Linked DNA regions of Hordeum vulgare: region 2 is linked to region 1. A link is a contact called in public Hi-C data. All regions are on one chromosome and are shown on one strand. The core of a region is the stretch at or near the end of the contact, and the rest is flanking DNA. Distances in the headings are between cores, read along the strand shown. Region 1 has its middle 51 kb from the start of LOC123403044. Region 2 has its middle 220 kb from the start of LOC123405263.

Region 1 (7,195 bases), core at 1,391-3,890:
ATAGTTAGGGGAGTCAAATCAACTTGGGTTGAGATGAAACTTGGCAAGATCATCAATAATATCATATATGACATGATAGAATTTTACTGGAATTTATTGAGAATATTTCTAATAGAAATATTTCAAAAGCTTGAAATAAGCAGGAATGGTTTTGGAGGGGTTTGCCCAATATTTTGAACATGACCATGTGTTGAAACTCATAAATATGGTATAAATATATCCACTGAGTTTCCCTAATTTTTCTTAAATATTTTGGAAGCAATAAAAATAACTTTCCTTTATAGGAGACCATTTCTGGCCTCACACAAAGGCTTTTAAATAAAATAATAAAATAAATTTTAAAATAATAATATGGTGGTCTTTGGAGGACATTTTGATAATAGGTTTTAAATAGAATAATTGGTGCAAAAGAAATTCCCTATCTTGAGGACTTGTAGTACAAACCTCATCTCACGGGTTTGAAAGTTTAATTCAAAGAAGTGCTTTTTGGTGAAAATAATATTTGGTAAAAGTAGGTATTTGTCCTAAACACATGGCATGATCATTAGGCAGGAGATCATGGAATAAGGAGGTGATTAGGGGGATGGCAAGAATTAATGGGAAGCAATCACATGCACTCAAGCAAACAGGCAAACATTAGTCACTCCAAGCATCACAAGTATTCACAAATTTTTTAATTGGTCCTGATTTTTGAAGTAAGCTAATTTTTCAGGAAGGCCAAAAACTGGGTGTTACAACACGTCAGTCTGGGCTGACGTTTGAAAGCTTTCAGTCTGATACTCACCTCAGTCATAATCTCTGTTATGTCACGTGTTGGAAGATTTCGTCTGCCTAAGCAGTTATCTTTTACCGACAAAAACCTACTCACATGGACCCTTAAGTAGCCGGCTAACTGATAAATCACCCGATTAATTGATTAAACATTCGATTATCTTTTTTCAATATCATCCTGCTAATCCCACAATGTATCCCATTATCATGGTTTTTTCATCGTTCTCCGAACAATCCACTTGTGTAACGAGATGATCCCCGCGGATCTAGATAAAATGCCAAACTTGACTGAAGTTGGAAATATCTCACAAGGGTTATTGTAGACATAATAAAACATATAATCAATTTTTGTAGGGCTGTTTCATGTTTCTAGACACAACCCTACTCATATGGATCATTGAGTACCCGGCAAACTGATTAATCGATCGATTAACCGACTAAAATGCTTGACAGAATTTAATGATTGCCCCCGTCAATCCAGTGCTAAAACAATGTAACCCAATTTTAACGCCTTCTCTGTGCTACGACATCACAGTTCAGCGTCATACTCCCGGTATGGTTTTAACCGTTTCCGAGTCGAACCATACATGCACTGTTCTGAAGATAAAAGACATTTGGAGTCCCCCCGTGGATACACCACCGGTGTTCCGAGGGGGGATCCCCCGCTATGGTTTTCACACTTTCCGAGCCGAACCATCCATGGGCCATTCTGAATATAATTGACATTTCTGAGTTTTCCATCACATGGGCAACCGGGGGGTTCCGATGTGGGCTGCTCCGTTGAGTTGCGCGTGTGCGATGCGGCATCCAACAAACAAGCTTAATTAGCCCGTTGAACCCTAAAATCAATTTTAACTACTCATATGAGTCATTGAGGAGCCGACTAACCGACAAATCGCCCGATTAACTGATTAAACCTTCGATTAACTGCCTTCACTACCATACCGCTAAACCCACAATAAAACAATGTAGCCAATTATCACATTTTTCGTGTGTTCTCCGTACCATCCACTTGTGTAACAAGATGACCCTCCGCCGATCTAGACAAAAGGCCAAACTAGACCGCCGTTGGAAATATGTCACAAGGGTTATTGTAGACATAATAAAAACATATAATTAATTTTTCTACGGCTCTTTCGTGTTTCTGTACGACAATTGCTGTCCCAAGCACCGTTTTGAATATAATTGACATTTCTGAGTTTTCCATCAGAAGGGGCTCCTCCATCGAACTGCCCGTGTGCGTCCAACAAACAAGCTTATTTTAGACCGTTAAACCCTAAACCCAATTTTAGTTACTCATATGAGTCATTGAGATAGCCGACTAACCGATGAATCGCTCGATTGAAGATTAAATCTTCGATTAACTTTGACGATTAGTCCGCTAACCCCGCAATAAAAACAGTGTATCCCAAGAAGACGGTATGCGAAGCAATGTTTTGATTCAGACAGAGCTGCACATCGTCCACGCGCGACAACGATGTTGATGGATTTCATACTCCCTCCGTCCGGAAATACTTGTCCTAAATATGTACAAAATGGATGTATCTATAACTAAGATAAGTCTAGATACATCTACTTCTAGGACAAGTATTTCCGGACGTAGGGAGTACCATTTTTCTTAATTAGAAACACAACAAAAGCGTAAGTGCACAAGTCTGGCTGCATGCGCTTCCGAGGAGTAGGTCTTAATTATACAAATAGATGTTCTAGAAAGTAAAAACGCGAGGGCAGGCACGCACTCGATTTTCTCTTGCGTCATAAGTTTAATTATACAATAACCGCAACCATTCGCGGGCCTGAGCTAAGAGACCGACCATATCATCAGACTTCCGGGTCCACAACCTCTGAAGGGGGGCCCCTCTGTTCCCTAGCAGAGTGAGGGAAACCTCATAAGCTGCTGCTTCAACCGAAACATCTGGTCCTGGTTGAGCAATCACATTCGATGAGCGTCCGATACACACTAGCAAAAACAAAACAAAAAACACAAGTGTGTACACTCACCGGCCATATCTCTTCTGTCATGTATTCCCCATCAAATTTCATCATGTAGTGGACGTTGAAGAAAGGCGAGTCATTGCTGCATTTTTGGGAGTGTCTATTTGACATTCGACTGAAAATAAATTGGGCATCACTCAAGTTTTCTAACCAATAATAGAACAACTTAAGTCAAATCAGTGGAACTTATAAAATTACAGTGTATTTATTGATGAAGTTACAGCGTAAAACACCCATAAATTACAGTCATAGATCCCTCGAATTACACCCAAATCTCCTAGAATTACACTTGTAAAAACTGATGAACTCACACTGTAAAAACTGATGAATTTACACTGTAAATACCAAAAAAGTAGTGTAAATCACCAAAAAGTACAGTTTAAATACTAAAGAAGTACAATTATTGAAGTCGAAAAATACATACTCCATACACAGCGCCTAAAAACCAAAGTTCTCGGCGCGAATCTTAGCACCAGATCGGATGAACACAAAATTGAATGACGGCGAATTGAAAAACACTCGACTGTAGAATAGCAAAACCGTTTTTTAGATCATTATTTGATTCAGTCAAAAATGCATTTTAACAAATCCGAGGGTCAAGAGCTAAATACGCATTTACCTGCTCGATGGTTCGTGCATCATGCGGTGCGCCTTCCTTTTGAAATCGTCCGCTCTAACATGCCACCCAACGAAAAACGTCTCAATGCACTTGCACAGACCAAACAGGAGACGGTCCATGACACGCGCGTGTTTCATTTCGAGCTCTATGATGTCATACTGCGTTCTTTTGGGGTCCATCACATGTACAACCTTCTTCAACATGTCGAAGACATATAGCACGTGGAATCCGCCGCCCCCTTTAACAGGCACAAAAATCTACAAGGAAACATGTACTCGTGAGAAGTGATATTATACGTGTGTCCTGCCTCACCACCAAGCAAGCGATTTATAATTACCAAACGACACGTCTCCACATTGTAACGTAGATGTTCTCCACGCCAAAGTTTGCTAGCAAATTCAGTTCCTTCGGGAGATCGGCTGCGTTAGAGAATGCAACTATTTGTCAGTCAATAGTTTGTAAATACAAAATCACAGTGCTCTCAGAGGGGAGGCTAACAAACTTACTTTTGCCCCGGTAAACAATTATCTCTTTCCCTTCATCCATGTTATTTTCTTTCTTGCTGCTCAGGAGCACGAAGCCCATGTTGTCGTCAGCCCGCGCCATGGCATCTAGTCCACCATCCAGGTACAACTGACCAAAAGAGCCCATCGACATGCGAACTGGTACGCCTGGCAAAATAGGGAGGGCTAGTTGGCTTGTGTTCAAGAACGAAACTGGGCAAAAGCGAAGCAAGACATTAAATTCCACCCAAACAAACATTCAAAATGTCGCATTGATATTTATTCTCACCCCTAGCAGTCTGCTCAATTCCCACAGGGACGGAGATCGATCGACCGACTGGATCCAGACGCATGTCTACTGCATGGCGTACCGTATGTCTAGGTAACATCAGTAAATTCGGGCTCGTGCTTCAGGATGCAAAAGGAAAGCATACCAGGATGGAAAACGCCTACTGTAGAAATCAATGCCGGCAGATTTATTGTCTGAGAATCGCTCGCCACCTCCGCTGCTGCAGCCCCGTTGTAGGCACCTGCTCATTCCACCACAATCATTATTTTTTGTCATAAAAACAGACAAAACGCGCACCAGACACTTATGGTGGTGTTTCTTTTCAAGGGACTGACCTTTTTTTTAGTCCCAGGGACTAAAGAAAAAAGTCCCTTCAAGAAAGTCTTTTTGTAGTCCCTTAAGAAAAAGTCTCTCCTGTTTCTTTACCTAGGGACTAAAAGAGACTTTTTAGTCTAGTCCCTGAGTAAAGAAACACCACCTATGTATGTACACTACCTGATTGTGCGGCAACATCATTCAACTGGTTTGTAAGCTCGTTGGCAGAGTCACACAATCCCAACTCATCCACGTACCGAAGTAAAGCTTGCATGTACCCCGTGGTCATAACTCTCTCACTTTGCATGTGCATCTCGATGTCGCTGCGCATGTTGTTGTTCATATAACATATTGTGCCGGTGTTAACCGCAGCTAGCCTCTGAAAGAACAGCCTGTTGCGTTCGGTGCTAGCCAACGCATGCTCCTGAAGTGATCGTTCTATGAAAGCTTTGGCCTGAAACTGAGATTGCAACTCAGGGCGGTCTCGCTCGAACATAGATTGGATTTCAGAATCATCGTATACAATTTACCTCTGCAATGTCTTGCCTGACATGGGTGGTATCCCATGGAAGATTTTCAGTTGCAATGACCGTAGCCTGTTGCATGTTATTGTTATCAGCTCACAACCATTTTGAAAACGATGAAATAAAGATGCAGCAATAACTCGCCTTCAGCACGCCGTACTTCTTGGGGCCGGTGCGAGGAAACGTGTTTCCGAGTATAAGCGTGCTGAGAATGGCTGCAGTGTAAAACCTTGTTCTTGGCCTGACGGATGGATCAGGCCTCACGAACGCAGTAACATCTACCGAGTCAAAGTACAATACCTGGAAACAAAAATCAAAACAAAGGGTCACACTTGGGGCCGGCATGAATATGAAGATGCAGCCGCATCGTTAAAACGCCTGTCGACGCTGACAAAACTTGCTCACCTGCAACACCAGAGGGCACCCGTACACGTGAGGCGCCTTCCCTTCAAGCAATAGTTGTTGGCACCTCGCGGCGACGCGGATTAGCTCGGTGAAAATGTATTTCCCCCAGTTCACCCTATGCAGATTCGAGTGGTCCATGCAAATCTCGTATGCTTCCGCTGGGACCATTGACCTCTTCTCCCTGGGACTAAAACAAGTGGCCATGCAAAGCATAGCAAAACCGATGATGGTCCTAACTCTGTACTCATCGGACAGGGGCGTTTGACATGGTCTCTTCAAAGCCAACTTCAAATCAGACGTTGTTACATATAGAAAGGCTTCGGCTAATCCTAGGGCAGATCTAATGCTAGCGAGCTGGTCCACGGTTGGCGATGCATTCTTACATTCGATTTCTATATCCCCACCCAAGGCAATTCCTAAGATGTTGTGGATGTCAACCTCGTTGAAAGCGTAGACAACTGTTTCGTCTATTTTCAAAGTAGCACGCTCTAAGTCGACATTGAGCAACAAATGCCACGAGAACTCCCTATCCACATGTGTTATGTTGTCTACATCTAGCATCCCCCCAAGACCAATATAGACTATAAGCGCTTTCTGTTCGTCAGTAAGATAACCAGACACCTCGTAGACATCTTTAGGGGCGAAGCAACTGTCAACCATGATCTTGTTCGATTTCGCTCTCTTCCTAGACTCGTAAACATTGGTCCACGAAGTTTTCCTAGTCGTGTTTCACTTAGGCCCCTCATCTAAACCGCCGGTCATCTAATGGAAAGCATGGCCGCGGGTGAAAACAAGATGAAGAAAACAAAAGAAAGCAGCAAAAAAGATAAGACAAAAGAAGAACACGACATGAGTAACGATGGAAGGAAGCACGGACGATAAGGTGGAGAAGGGGAGCAATGGTCACCTCGGTCGTCGGGCGCAGCTCGGCGCGCGAGCTAGCAGATGAAGAGATGGAAAAGAAGAGGGCCTAGCTATGGGTCCTCCGAGTTCGAGTTTGTCTGGCCAGCGGCCTTTCTTATGCAAGCACATCTGCGAGAGGAAGTACACCGGAGTAATGGCCGACTAAACTGGCCTCTGCGTATCCGTCAACTCGACCAGCCACGACGACAAAGCGTGATGATGATCGCTGTGTACAGTGCGCGTCGGCTTAAAAGAAGCGTACCCTTCTCTGTGCCAGCTGCGACTTCGAGCACGTACCGTGCGGATTCATTACCAAAATGCCCAGACATGTACGGCGGCACAGTGAACCTATGTAGTGCAACAAGCGAGAGCCATGGAAGACGCGGCCACACGTGATCCATCCTCACCGCGTCGCATTTAGCTCGCTCCCTCGCAGACTTTAATGTTTCCACCGCTTTGGCATTTGCAGGGAAAATTTTTTGACGAAAAACATTTTGCTCAGCTGCATCGAAACCCTGGCATTCAAACAGAACAGCACGAGGGGAGCTGCCTGTGCACACAACAATAAAAACATATAAAAATACATTTCAAAGACAAAACTACACTGTTCCCAGGGCATGCCCGCATCACCACGGTCGTCGCCTTGCGTACTCTGTGCGATCGAATCCACGCGGTCAGCACGTACGTGCGAAGGTGCCCAGGCATGGTCACAAAAAAGACACCCCATGCTGCACGCGAGATAGAGATGATGGGGACAAAACTTTCAGTAAGTTCCCCTTTTTTTCGTACAAATGTTTTTTAAAAAATCGGCAACGTTTGGTCTAGTATTCATAAAAGACCGCATGTGCGTGCAAGAGTTTTAGACACCGTG
Region 2 (6,859 bases), core at 451-2,950, 280 kb before region 1:
TAAATTATGTTCACCGATTTTCAAAAAATTCACCAATTTCGAAAAAAAGTTCATCGATTTGGATACAATTTCAGAAATTTGGCGTCTGCGGTGTCCCTCGCTGGACCAGCTGGTAAAACATCTCCTGGCGCTGCGCTGCAGACTCGAAAAAATTTCATTGATTTTCGAAAATGTGAATTCAAAAAGGTACATTAAAATTCCATCGGATTAAAAAGCAATTAATAAGATTTTCGAAAAGTTTAATGATTATGAAAAAAAAGTTCACCATTTTTAAAAATATGTTAATGGATTTTCACAAAGTTCAAAAAATTAGTCGATTTTGAAAAAAAAAGTTCAACAATTTTTTAAAACAGGTTATTGATTTTAAAAATGTTCAAGATTTTTAAAATATGTTCACCGATTATTTTAAAAGTTTACCTATTTCAATTTTTTTTATCAATTTAGAATTGTTTTTTACAACTTTTAAATTATGTTCACCAATTTTCAAAAAATTCACCAATTTCGAAAAGAAGTTCATCGATTTGGACACAATTTCATAAATTTGGTGCCTGCAGTGTCCCTCGCTGGACCGGCTGCTGAAACATCTCATGGCGCTCCGCTGCAGACTCGAAAAAATTTCATTGGTTTTCAAAAATGTGAATTCAAAAAGGTACATTAAAGTTCCATCGGATTAAAAAACAATTAATAAGATTTTCGAAAACTTTAATGATTATGAAAAAAAAGTTCACCATTTTTAAAAATATGTTAATGGATTTTCACAAAGTTCAAAAAATTAATCGATTTTGAAAAAAAAGTTCAACAATTTTTTTAAACAGGTAATTGATTTTAAAAATGTTCATGAATTTTTAAATATGTTCACATTTTTTTATAAAGTTTACCTATTTCCATTTTTTTATCACTTTATAAAAAAGTTTACGACTTTTAAATTATGTTCACCAATTTCGAAAAGAGGTTCATCGATTTGGATACAATTTCATAAATTTGGCGTCTGCAGTGTCCCTCGCTGGACCAGCTAATGAAACATCTCCTGGCGCTCCGCTGCAGACTCAATTTTTTTCATTGATTTTCAAAAATGTGAATTCAAAAAGGTACATTAAAATTCCATTGGATTAAAAAGCAATTAATAAGATTTTCGAAAAGTTTAATGATTATGAAAAAAAGTTAAACATTTAAAAAAATATGTTAATGGATTTTCAGAAGTTCAAAAAACTAGTCGATTTTGAAAAAAAAGTTCAACAATTTTTTAAAACAGGTAATTTATTTTAAAAATGTTCATGAATTTTAAAATATGTTCACCGATTTTTTTAAAAGTTTACCTATTTCAATTTTTTTATCAATTCAGAAAAAAAGTTTACGAATTTTAAATTATGTTCATCGATTTTCAAAAAATTCACCAATTCCGAAAAAAAGTTTTTCGATTTGGATACAATTTCATAAATTAAATAAAGATTCCATTGAATTTCAGAAAATAATCAATTTGAAAGGAAAAGTCACATACTCTCTACTACTGTTAAAAGAGCAAACATAAATTCTACTAAAACTACACATCAAACTGTACACAGGATAACCAGAACCCTCGGATCGAATCAACTTAAACACATCCAACTGCTTATATTATGCAATGGTGTGCCATATGAATCCACATCTCAGATCAAATGTTCTGCCGGGCCGTGGTCTGCCGATCGTTGCGGCGCTACCCGTCTCCCACCCAAATCGTGCCTCCCGACATTTCCTTCTTGACTTCTTCTCTGGCCCCATATTGACAAGAACAGATCCCCAGCAAATGCGCCGCCGATCCTCCCTTCCCCTTCTTCTCGCACCGCCCATCTTCTTGCGCCTGCAATGGCCCTCTTTCTACCGTCACCACACGCCTTCGGCGGCCTCGGTGACCAGGAATGCGAGGACGCATGCCGAAGGCATCCTTCCGAGGAACCGACGTGCTTGGGTTCTCCAGCCTACGCCGTCGAGTCCACCAAGCCGCGTGCCCACGACGCCTCACGTCAGGGGAACCGCCTTTTCCCCCGATATGGATGAAAGCGGCCACGGAGACCGGACGAGGAGGTGGGCAGCTGATAGGAGAAAGGATAGAGGAAGGGACCGATCGGGGATGAATTAGATGGCTTCAATCCAGGACGGCGGCAAGTAGGCATGGCAACTCTAGGGATTTGCTCTTCCCAGATCTGGAAGATAGGAAGCATGGAATCCAAATCGTGAGGCGTCAATGGGGATTGTAGGGAGGAAAGAGAACGTGTTGGTGATGGATGAGGTAGTCTCAATCCGGAGCATGACGAGGAGGGAAAACTGCAGGCACGGTGAGGAGAGTAGGAGAAATAGGAAGGGCACACTGATGACGAGTTGAGTATGAGTTGGGCCGCATTGGAGGTTGAGGGAGGCGGCCATCAGGGGACTTGTTGTTGCTGCAGCTGTGCGTGCTTGCTTGATGCTCATCGTCCTGTATGGATCTGCTGCCATTGCTGCGCATGTGCGTGCGTTGTGCCACTGATGATGTGTGCATGGAAGAGGAAAGGAAGCAAGGCAGCTGAGTTTGCACAAATGTATCGTCAGGACAGGACGGTTGTGCACACACCATCTTCGATTGGGAGCACGGAGATGGTCACTATCAACATATCATCGTGGAGGCTGCCTGCCAGAGGCGCTTGTGTTTCGGCCTGCCTCCACTTGTTGGCAACCTCGTCCTCCAGCGCCAGAGTATCGGCGACGGCAACACTTTGTGTCATGAGCATAGAAGTGGGAGAATAGTGATTATGTAGCTAGATCAGGGCAAAAAAGTAGTGCGTTGGTAATTACTTCCTCCGTCCTAAAATAAGTGTCTCAAGCTTAGTATAACTTTATACTAGAGATAGTACAAAATTGAGACAGTTATTTTGGGACGTAGGGAGTACAAGTTACTACTCCCTCCGTTCTTAAATATAAGTCTTTTTAGAGATTTCACTAGTGGACTATATACGGATGTATATAGACATATTTTAGAGTATAGATTCAATCATTTTGCTCCGTATGTAGACCCTTAGTGAAATCGCTTAAAAGACTTATATTTAGGAACGGATGGAGTAGGTAGGAGCAGATTTAACAAATTCAGAAAATAAAATCCTAATTGATTGCTAAAATACTACATAGTTACTTTGATATTGCTACGCAAGTCAACATGCATAGACTAGAAAGAACACTTACTTCCTACAAAGTATGGACGGATGATGTCATCGGGGAATTTAGAATTTATTGTATGGCTAGGATCTTTTAGGTGCAACGCAATTTTAGTGTCAGCTTTGAGTACATAAAACTTCGAAATTTCTGGCCAAAGTCCTATATCAAAATAGGAGTGACAATCTTCATCAAGTTTCATAGAAATAACGATTGTAAATCGATGGTTTGTGCTCAGCATGACATCCTTGGAGTCTATAGTTATGTAAAGTCCAAGATTTAGCGCATTAGTTGTTGTTGCAAAGCAAGGGATGTACCGCAGGAATTAATAAGATTGTTAAAGAACATGGCAACATGCTAGTATGAGAGTAGTTAAAAGAAGAGCACATCAATTGATATGAAAGGACAAAAAATTATAAGTAAACAGATAATGTAACCGTGATGTCATGCATATGTATATGAGAGTAAACAAAAGAACAATACAACATTAATTTGCCTAATTTAGAAGAAGAAGAAGAAGAAGAAGAAGAAGTATGTGGCAATATATAGTATCGGTTCACCAAAAGTATAGGCCATGTCAACGTAGGTAGTGTGAGATTGAACTTACCGTGCGCTTCATGAAGTCGTGTGATATGGTGAGATGAAACTCATTGGTTGTATGTCCTTGCACTGTACACTCTATGAAGGAAAACCCTCGAATCATGTAGAAGGAACATTTTTCTTTTCAAAAAGGATGATAACCCCCGAAGCTAGAAGGAACGTGAATCCACGGTGATTTCGGCCGGGTGATTAAAAGGGGCAGATGGACTGGGATAAGAGATGAGCGGAAATATTTAAGTAGATTACAGTTACCTGCTTCTCCATGGGAGGTCCAGTGCCGAAGATTCCTGAATTGGGTTAGCAGTGTCGAGAAAATCGGTGCTGAGAAGCCGCGGCTACGGCGGCAACACACGTCGAGCTAAGTGGTTGCCGTGGGGATAGGCGGTGAAATGTAGAGGTCCATAGGATTACTGTAGGTGCTACTAGAGACAGGGAGGAGGAGGGGCTAATTCTTTGTGATAAGGCGTAAATATCACCCCAAAATATAATGCGCTTCAGAGGCAGAGGTTTCCAGACCCAACAGCGTATGATAAACTGAAAATATCACTCTCAAAGAAACTAGCACTCCGGTGTAATAGAGATACGGATAGTCGTTCGATCTGTGTACATCCTGTGATTCGCACGTGCGATCCATGAGGATGCGTTCTGGCCAATAGGAACAAAAGTGATGGAAGTCATCACACACAGTTCCAAAGTTGTGCGTGTTGTGGGAAGACAGTTTCTATTATAAAACTGTGTGGAAAGACTGAAAGTAACAGAGAGGATTCACACTAATAATATGTGTGCGCTGTGATGAATCATATGTTGGTCTAAGATACACATAAAATCAAATAAACAGACTGGTTGCAGGATTGCAATTGCATTGCACTATTAGTTCATTAGACATGGTCTCACCAACATGTAGTACGATTGATAAACATATATAGTCAATCATAGATATAATACACACAAACTAGATAGATTCAATCCAACATCTCATCATCATGCTTGATCGTTAAGATTCTCCAAGAACTCGACGTGCAACATCCTGCAAGAATACTTCTGCCATAAGGATCCAATGGCTCGTCCTCTTGCATTCACCAGAACGCTAATATACGTGTTTTTAATCTTATGGTTGCAGAACAGGCATCCATTTCCCCCATTCTTCAAGACACGTCTATTATGCTTTCCAGCCTTAAGCTCCCTGATGGTTTGCCTCTTGGACCTCTCCTAGTTTTCTTCATCCTAGTTGTCGACATGGTGAGATAGAATCGACGTTGGTTTATTTTATACTATGAATTCAACAAGGCAGAGTTTATGAAACATACTATATCATGTGACAATGTGAACCCTAAATCTTAAGTGATATTAGTGAAGGAAATGCATAAATTGAGATATGGCTATGAATGGATTGTAAGATTTGGCTACACAAATGGATTGCAAACACTAGTACATGTGCAAAAAATGGCAGTCACCTATGTAGGACATACAAATGGATTGTAATATCTGGCTATGAATTATTAGCACGAACACTTACCCTAGCCGATCGGATTATTAGCACAATCATTTGTACAAATGATTTGTAACTAGAGAATGAGCCACTAACATTGGTGCTCCTAAATCACGTGAAGAAAACTTGGATGTGTATTCACGGCTCAAGATAAATCACAACTCCATGGCAAACATGTACAAGGTTGTGCCCAATGAGTTTTTCCCGTCTCACAAATTTGGTTCTGTCTACTTTTTGCAAGCAGGTATACCCACTACAAACACTATCATGAGACATACCCTAATGCCCAAATCAGGTGATGACAAGATGATTAGAGGATATTCCATCAACATGTTGCATCATCTAGACACCCACACCCGGTTCCGAGTGATGGACTTGAAGTTGATACTGTCACGAGGAGTGCTGCAGATCAGAAGAGATCTTGTGGATATGCTCCATACATTCTGATGCTCATCAATGCCAAGATTGGCAAGCATGCATATCTACTTGATCGTCCCCATTTGCTACTTCAGCCTAATTTTGAGGACAATGAACTTGTGATGGACAATACCCATCCCAGCTCAGCTACTGCTAGAGAGGCAGCAAAGGTAACATCTATAGAGGTTGTTAGAAATGCTCCGGTTCAACCCCCACAGCTCAAAACAAGAGATGAGAAGATGTCCTTCTTGGTCATCACCATCCAAGGGATGGAGAAGAAAGTTTCTGAGATTTTGCTGAACCACAAGAGCCTAGATAGGATCACGGAGACAAAATTCCATGACCTGGATGTTAAGGTGACGGAATTGACCACTATTTTTCAGCAAATTCAACATGAAGTTGACTCGGTGAAGATTCCATGCTTCAGCAGTGATGATGATGATGAGTTGCCTCTTCCTACTACCACTCCGTTTAGGACCCAGAAAAGGTCAACAATTGTGCCTGTTCCGAAAGAAAGACCATGTTTGTTAGCTCAAGCTTCAGCTCCTGCTCCTACACCTCCGGTGTCTACACCTCCAGCGACATGTGCAAAAGCCATCGTCGATGCTCTCTTGTCCACTCCATCGTCAACTACCAGAGGAGATCGTACCTAGAGAGAAGCTTAGTTCTAGACCTTTGAACTTTTTGGTAACTTGTTGCTAAAGGGGTAGAAGTGTATAGATCAAATAGGGTTTCGAGAGGAAGAGCTTTGCACTTTATTTGCTCTCATTTGGTTTTTCAAAACTTTTGTTCTTTCGAATAGCTTTATCCATTTAGAGGAGTGTTTGATCATACGCTACAGTTTTTGATGCTACCATGTTATTACTTTTGAGCTATCTACATGTTGATCATTCATGTCTTGTTTGGTGTTATGTGCATTACTTTTCATTCATATCATTTATGCGCACCACCAAGTTGTATGTGACATGGAAGAGTAACCCATGATCCTAATCGATTGTGCATTTGCATTCAAACTTAAATTTAAAATAATGCACAAATTTAGGGGGAGCTCTTTCTTTTCACATACTTCTCAAAGCGTCGATGCTAATCGTTGATTATATCTTTTGTTGAAACTTTGATCTATATGTTGTCATCAATTACCAAAAAAGGGGAGATTGAAAGCACAATTGGTCCCTAAGGTGGTTTTGGTAA

The links. Hi-C and Micro-C count contacts between places; a contact is called where the count stands out from the background.
Region 2: a contact with region 1 is called in a Hi-C map of leaf, with 5 times the contacts expected there. The contact joins two enhancer-like sites. A contact is called at or near these places in 3 of 6 Hi-C or Micro-C datasets (leaf and seedling) and 1 of 1 datasets of contacts at active chromatin or transcription factors (embryo).

Annotation. Positions count from the first base shown.
Region 1 is chr6H:169,187,071-169,194,265 of MorexV3_pseudomolecules_assembly, reverse strand. It overlaps the pseudogene LOC123405260. Among protein-coding and RNA genes, the nearest start is that of LOC123403044, 51 kb to the left of the region's middle. Within about 2 kb of position 2,640, at least 1 of the 3 cell types and tissues checked has open chromatin away from gene starts, as enhancers often do. A contact at or near this core is called in leaf, where this site is marked.
Region 2 is chr6H:169,467,007-169,473,865 of MorexV3_pseudomolecules_assembly, reverse strand. It overlaps the pseudogene LOC123405265. Among protein-coding and RNA genes, the nearest start is that of LOC123405263, 220 kb to the right of the region's middle. Within about 2 kb of position 1,700, at least 2 of the 3 cell types and tissues checked have open chromatin away from gene starts, as enhancers often do. A contact at or near this core is called in leaf, where this site is marked.